2 separate regions of the Danio rerio genome follow, and region 1 is linked to region 2. A link is a contact called in public Micro-C data. All regions are on one chromosome and are shown on one strand. Each heading gives the region's core, a stretch centred on a gene start, on an enhancer-like site or on the middle of the called end of the contact. The rest is flanking DNA. Distances are from core to core; before and after follow the strand shown. Region 1 holds the start of cops7a (COP9 constitutive photomorphogenic homolog subunit 7A). Region 2 holds the start of gnl1 (guanine nucleotide binding protein-like 1).

Evidence for each region. A called contact is a pair of places that touch in the nucleus more often than the background predicts.
Region 1: a Micro-C map of caudal fin shows a contact between it and region 2, with 7 times the contacts expected there. The contact joins the promoter of cops7a here to the promoter of gnl1 in region 2. A contact is called at or near these places in 2 of 18 Hi-C or Micro-C datasets (caudal fin and embryo) and 2 of 4 datasets of contacts at active chromatin or transcription factors (embryo and gastrula embryo).

Annotation. Positions count from the first base shown.
Region 1 is chr16:23,132,882-23,136,341 of GRCz12tu, reverse strand. It overlaps cops7a (COP9 constitutive photomorphogenic homolog subunit 7A), which reads left to right and starts at 1,481. Exons shown (of 8, transcript NM_001305596.1): 1 at 1,481-1,554; 2 at 3,434-3,460. The coding sequence starts at 3,434. All of the region lies in intron 1 of LOC137487900 (a long non-coding RNA gene), which reads right to left. It also overlaps a transcript of si:ch211-154o6.4 not described here.
Region 2 is chr16:23,021,990-23,025,203 of GRCz12tu, reverse strand. It overlaps gnl1 (guanine nucleotide binding protein-like 1), which reads left to right and starts at 1,656. Exons shown (of 12, transcript NM_001077253.1): 1 at 1,656-1,780. The coding sequence starts at 1,708. The region is part of intron 1 of LOC137487900 (a long non-coding RNA gene); the gene reads right to left.

The DNA of each region.
Region 1 (3,460 bases), core at 232-2,731, 110 kb before region 2:
TCATTACACTTACTGTGAAAATTTCCTTGCTCAGTTAAACATTATTTGGGAAATATTTGAAAAAGAAAAAAAATCTGTATATATAAATGAAGAATCAATGTAGTTTCAGTAATCCTCCTTCTCATAGTTGCTTTGGCATAATTGCTTATTTTTTGGTGCTCCTTTTCATTGCTTAAATTTATATTACTCAAGATTTAACATTAACGTCCACAGGTTTTACATCTCAAATATTGTAAACTTATACAAATAAGTTTTTTAAAGTTTTGCATAAATGTATACATATATTATTATTGTTATTATTATTATTATTATTATTAATGTTTCATCATGTTATAATGTCCAATAGACATTGAGAACGAGGAATTACCCTCATTCATTTGTAATAAATAAACCAAAATATGGGGAACATGTCATCATGGCAAAAGAAAAGGCAAATTGCAGCTAATCACATAAATATAGTTTTAGTTTTAATTTACAAAAAACAACAACAAATGCTCAGAAAAACAAACCTCAAAACAACTTCTACTCAAGTAAAGCATACATCAGCATACATATATGGTTCAATATTTAATTGTTTAACCCAATTAAAAAGGGCAAATACTATTTTGTCATAGGCTGGACATCACTTCTGGCCTCTATATAAGCTAGTGATCAATCAAATGTCGACACACTTAAAGTGATAGTTCACACCACAAAATGACATTTTATCATTTTTTCCTCATCCTCAAGTGGATAAATGTTGGGTTTCTTTCTTTTGTTGAACACAAACGAAGATAATTTGAAGAAAGCTGAAAATCTGCAACCAATAATTTCCATGTAAAAAAAAAAACAAATGCTGTGAAAGTCAATGGTTTCAGCTTTCTTCTTTTGTGTTCAACAGACGAAGGAAACTCAAGCCAGTTTGGAGCAAGTGATGGATGGTTTAATGATGGCACAAATTTGGGGTGATTTTTGGGTGATGAACTAAGAGAATTTACACAAAGAATAATTTAATGTTTGTTAACGTGTCTCAAACATAAGTTGAGCTTATCTCTGATTGAACATAATGCATAATTTTGAGCATCTAAAATCATTATATTGGATTTGTAAATGTTAAAAAAAACATCATTATAGGCATAGTTCACAAAGCAAAACAAAAACCTGTTTAAGTTTCTTTATTCTGTCGAGCACACAAAAAAGGTTATTTAGAAATTGATTGTATTTGTTTTTTCAAGGGGTCAGTGGTTACATTCTTCAAAATGGCTTCCTTTGTGGTCAACAGAAAAATAAACTCACAGATGGGAGTCACTTCAGGGAGAGTAAATGTTGAGTAAGTTGGTTGAACTATCCACTTATTTATGTAGACATTTTGAGATTTACCAACTAGTCTTAATTCTCTTGACCACACGATGGCGACGTGTATCCGTTCACTTTCATAATATCTCTTTCTGGTCACGCCCTCCCGTCTGCCTCTCCACCAATCAGAGAGCACGTTATTATGTCGTAGCACGCTTGCCAACGGAAGTAGCATTGGCACGACAGTTGACACAAACATCCTCAGTCTTTGTAAATAAGGTAAATATATCTGCTTTTCTGCACGTTTCAGCTCGCGAAATTAATTACACGTTAGTTCTGCGCATTTCAGTTTATGTTGTAACGTGTATAACATTGCGTGTTTACGTAATACCACAGTTTAACAACGACAAGGCCTTGGTTAGCTTGTTCTGTGTTGATGTTCTTTATACCGGTGTGGTGCTGAAGTGTGAGCACGAGTTCATGTTTATTCTCTAACTGATGTTAATGAGCTTTAAACAACACAACAAATCATTTAAAATCAATTCAAATAAGCAAATAAACGGCTAGGTTGTTGTTTTACGTACTACAGTAACGTTAACGTTAGTGGTAGCTTTAGAGGTAAAGTTGGTTTTATGTACACATTCGGAATTTGTCCTTAATAAATTAATTTCAGAAAAGTATTATGTGCTAATACTCAATCATAAAATAAATTAGCAGCCAATGACAACATTCAGTCAAATAAATAGTGCGTAAATAAATAGTAAGTCTTGAATACTTACATATGTTTTCAGACGGAATATTCAGAGTACCATGGTAAACAATTTAGGGAGCATGTTTCACTAGGCATGGGCTGGTATAAGATTCTGACGACATGGTAACTGTTAGCCTTGGATAAAAATATCACGGTTTCACGGTATTGTGATAACTACTCTAAAATGTATTCTTTTTAAATGTCTGGGTTAAAAGTGAAAACTTTTCCCCTTTGAACACAATAAATTAAATTTTTAGAAACTTTTTAAATATTTTGGAGCAGTAAACATTTCAGATAAATAAATTAAATAAATCATTGATTTCTGCTGTCTTCATTAGTTTCAAAAACAGATTTCTTTACCATTTGAAACGGCATCATTGGATATCATTTCTGCTAGAGGTACTGTTGTTCTGAAAACAAACAAACATAAGTAAAACAAACACACACACACATACACTGTAGGAATATATAGCAGAAATTTTTTACTTTTCCAAACTGCTGTATACCTTGAAAGCGGGGGTTATCATCCTATGCCTACATGTCACAAGTTGTCACTAAACAAATGTGCGAATATAAAACTAACATTTATTATTAGTGAACACAAATCACACTTTTCCTATGTGATAAACATTGTTTTCTGAAATGTTGTATGTGACGTGTGATGTGTTATGTACCATTTGCAGTCTCATAAATATTGTCTTTCTGGTGTATGTAATTGCTTTCCTGTTTTATCTCTTTAAAATGTTTTCTTGGCCGTCCCTGAGCTGTGATCAGTCCAACTGGCAGCCTTGTTTTAATCATAATTAAAGTGCATCATGCATAACTTTACCCTGATAATGTTGTTATTTTTACCCTGAGCCACCTGTCTTATTAAATCCCTGCATCAAAGTGTCATGGAAAGCATATTGCCGTGGATCAACAGCAATTTAACAAGCCCTATGAAACGGGTTTATTGTACATGAGTTATTGAGGGTTGCTGGTACAGATTTAACAAGAACAAATCTTGCATTTAATCCCTCCTCTCTGTTTATGGAATCTGCATTTCCTTAAACTTTGCAGGTCCTTTTTTTGAGGTAAAGTTGATATTATATTTGCACATTCATTCAGTGACAACTTGTGACATGCTCCCTATATTATTGACCATATTACTTTAACTATTCCCTCTGAAATAGTATTCAAGCATGATTTAAAACAACATTAGCACTATTTAATTGACAGAACAACGCACTTTGGGAATTATTGGCTGCTAATAGGATTTCCCTATTTACAATTTGCAAAGAATACTTTTCTTAGTTTATGTTATTAGGAGAAAGTCCAAATGTGTAAATATATAAAACCAACTTCACCTCTATTATCCATTTTGGGCTTTAAGATGTGGGTTGTTTAAACCTTGTTTCTCTTTGTCAGATGGAGGTGGATCAGCTACTGTCTCTC
Region 2 (3,214 bases), core at 407-2,906:
CAGTTCAACACAGTTCAGATTTTTTTATTATAGTGTGTTCAAAAGTGTCATGTTGGGGGCGTTTACACAGTTTGCTGTCTTAGAGGCGTATTGCTTCATATGAAAATTAGTTTCGGCTTCCCACCCAACGTAACAAGGGGGCGGAGCCAAGAACTCACCCGCTCTGTGTTTTCAACAGACAGGCAGACACCTAGTTAAGATCACAGGGAGCTTCTGTGACCTCGAGAAATGCAAACGGCTGAATTTTAAGGTAGACGCAATGAAAAGCACACATGTTTACAAGCCTACCTAAAGATACAACCAATAATTCCGATTACAGCAATCATGTGGTGAATGTTAATCTTGTGTTGAGCCCAATGAGCCTTACATCTAAAAATAGAGCAAGGATGTTCCTTTAGTGATATCGCTTTGACTCACACTGAAAATGGCGGACGTAAATCAACAAACTGAGCATATGGTGACGTCCATCAATGGGCCTGTAAATCAATATAGGTGGGCGGGGGGACCACACTCCTACGTCAAGTTGCGATCACTCTGAAAACTGATCCAATTGGTCCACCGTTTTTATGTTGTTAAATTGAAAAAAAAAAGGACTGGGTGTGTTTATATCACCCCAACATTATGGTCTATACACTATACTTACACATCTGTCTGTCCAAACAGCTTGAAAAGTAGATTTTTTTTACCACAGGTTCCTTTTAAGTCTGTTTGAGAAGCTGCAGAGAAAGCCACAAGACGGCAATTGATAATGAGGGCTGATCTGTGGGTGATGGCTACTGGGACGCAAGCTGGGGTCTGATCAACCTTATCTGGGTCACCTGGGTGAGTATGTCGATAGTTGAAGACCGAAACACCCGGTGACCCCAGGGCCAGGATACATTACTGACGATGCGCGCTAGTGCATTTAGATGGTGTATCTTCTACACTATTCTCATTATTTTGAACACATAGAAGAAAAGGGGATTGTCTTAATACAAAGTGATTTTTGTTCACTAATATGACAAAAAGTACCAAGTAGCTATTCTAGTTAACAAATTGCTTTAAACTTTCAAAGCTCCCAGAAGATAATGTTTTCCTAAATTAGGATTTTTTATGTGTTTATTTTAAAGGTAAATGAATTCTATACAGTGCTTTTTCCTAACTGTAAAGCTCCTCTGTTAAAAATAAAATGCAAATTCTAATAGAGAATAAGAGATCAAGTCTCAGGTAAGAAATGTAACTCAAAAGTAATGTAACATTACTTACCATACAAGGTAACTATGTAACGTAACCAGTTACTTTCTGAGAAAGTAACTTAACATTGTAATGCATTACTTTATAAAAAAAGCTTTCACAAACGCTGACTGATACCAATTCCAGCATTCAGTTTCAAATCTTTGGTAGACTGTCTGTGCCACACTACTACTCAAAAATATAGGGGTCAAAATTACTACTTGGTTTGTTTACTTTTGTGAAAAATCGTCGCATAAAGTCAACAAAGGCACAAGAACATCATAAAGCAATGGGAAAGTCAAAGTGAGATGTATTTGTGACGCCTAGTGTTGAATGTGTGAAGTTCATGATGGTAGCGTCCACCCCATCAGTGGGCGGGGTCACGGAAAAGTCCACGCGAGTAGCGGAGAAACTTCACGAATGTAAATATTGAGCGAACAACAGAGGATACGTCCTCGCGCCTTATTTCGTCCTTCTTTTTTGATTAATGCGACCATGCCGCGCAGAAAGCCTTTCAGTAACAAACAGAAAAAGAAGCAGCTCCAGGTGAAACGCGAGAGAAAGAGAGGTGGGTAACTAGCTTAGCCGAGTTAGCGCGCTCGCAGACCCTCTACGCCAGCCACGTGATTTTTTGTTTTATGATTTATATTTCAGTGTGCAGTAATGTGACCATGTCCCTCCATGTTAGATCAGTCGCCGATCAACTACGCTGCTCTAAATACTTTGCTTGCTAAGTTTTTGTGGATGCTTGTGACCAAACTTGACACCATACTGCTGTCAAATTTATGTCTGACTAGGAAACGAAAGAAGACGCTGAATTTAATTAATAAAACAGCATAAATCCATCACATTGCGCTTATTATGGAGGTCGTGTACAGTATAAACAACTGCTCGTGACAACTCGAGTGTCACGCGCCCCAACGGTTATTTGTCTTCATGGACCAGATTTCCGTTTTTATCTGTCAACTGCGAAATGACGCTGAAAGGCCTGATGATGATGATGATTATTCACCGCATTTTGAGCGGCTTGTGTTTTGCTGTTGTTAGCGCTTGTGTTATGCGGTATGTAAGTGCGCAGACTCAGCGTGAAGTTACGTAACACAATAACAAAGCGATCAATACATGCTAAAGCAGGCTGAATTAACTGCCTAAGTATTCGGCTCTAGTACACAGAAAAACTACTTAAAATAACTGCTGCTGATGAAGCAGTGATGTGGCTTTAAAGTGATTATTATGTGTCGTCATCAATCTAATTTTATTGGCATAATAATTGTAATTCATCAGAGTATTACATGATTATTACAGCAGAAGCAGCGTGGGTTATTTTCCACAGAAAGAGTATTAAGGTCTTAATACAAACAAATGAGAGTGATACTTTATTTTCGTGGTTCTTTTTAGACATTCTTTTGAATTCTTTATGTCAGTAATTTTGCAATTACCTGTCACAGCTTACTCTCATTTTATTATTCATAAGCTGCTAGTTTAGGGATTGTAGAATAAGTACAATAACACTATTTATGTACTACACATATTTATGTATTACACATATTCACTTATCTATGTAACACACATATTTAGTTTACATTGCAATTTGCACATAATATTGCTGCACATTCAAAATTGTCAATAGCAGAGATGCCCGAAGTAGAACCCGCGGGCCAAAGTTGGCCCATGGTATCCTTTGATTATCCCACCATCCCATCTGAATAGAGTGGGAGAAAGCCTTTGACAGATATCATCATTTTGACGATCCACTTGAAATAAAGTGATACAATTAAATGGTGTAAATAAGTCAGACGTTTAAAATGTAAATGCTGTCACTTGACAGATATAGGTCAATGCACAAGTCATCTGCGAGCAAATGAAGCTGAAGGCAGGAGCAGCTTGACTACTGTATTCTGCATTGAACTCCATTGTGTTATAAATGGGATTATGTTTTTACTGTAATATTTTCAGTATAAAATTTAAAAAATGATACTGCATGTGTTACTTAAAATGATTT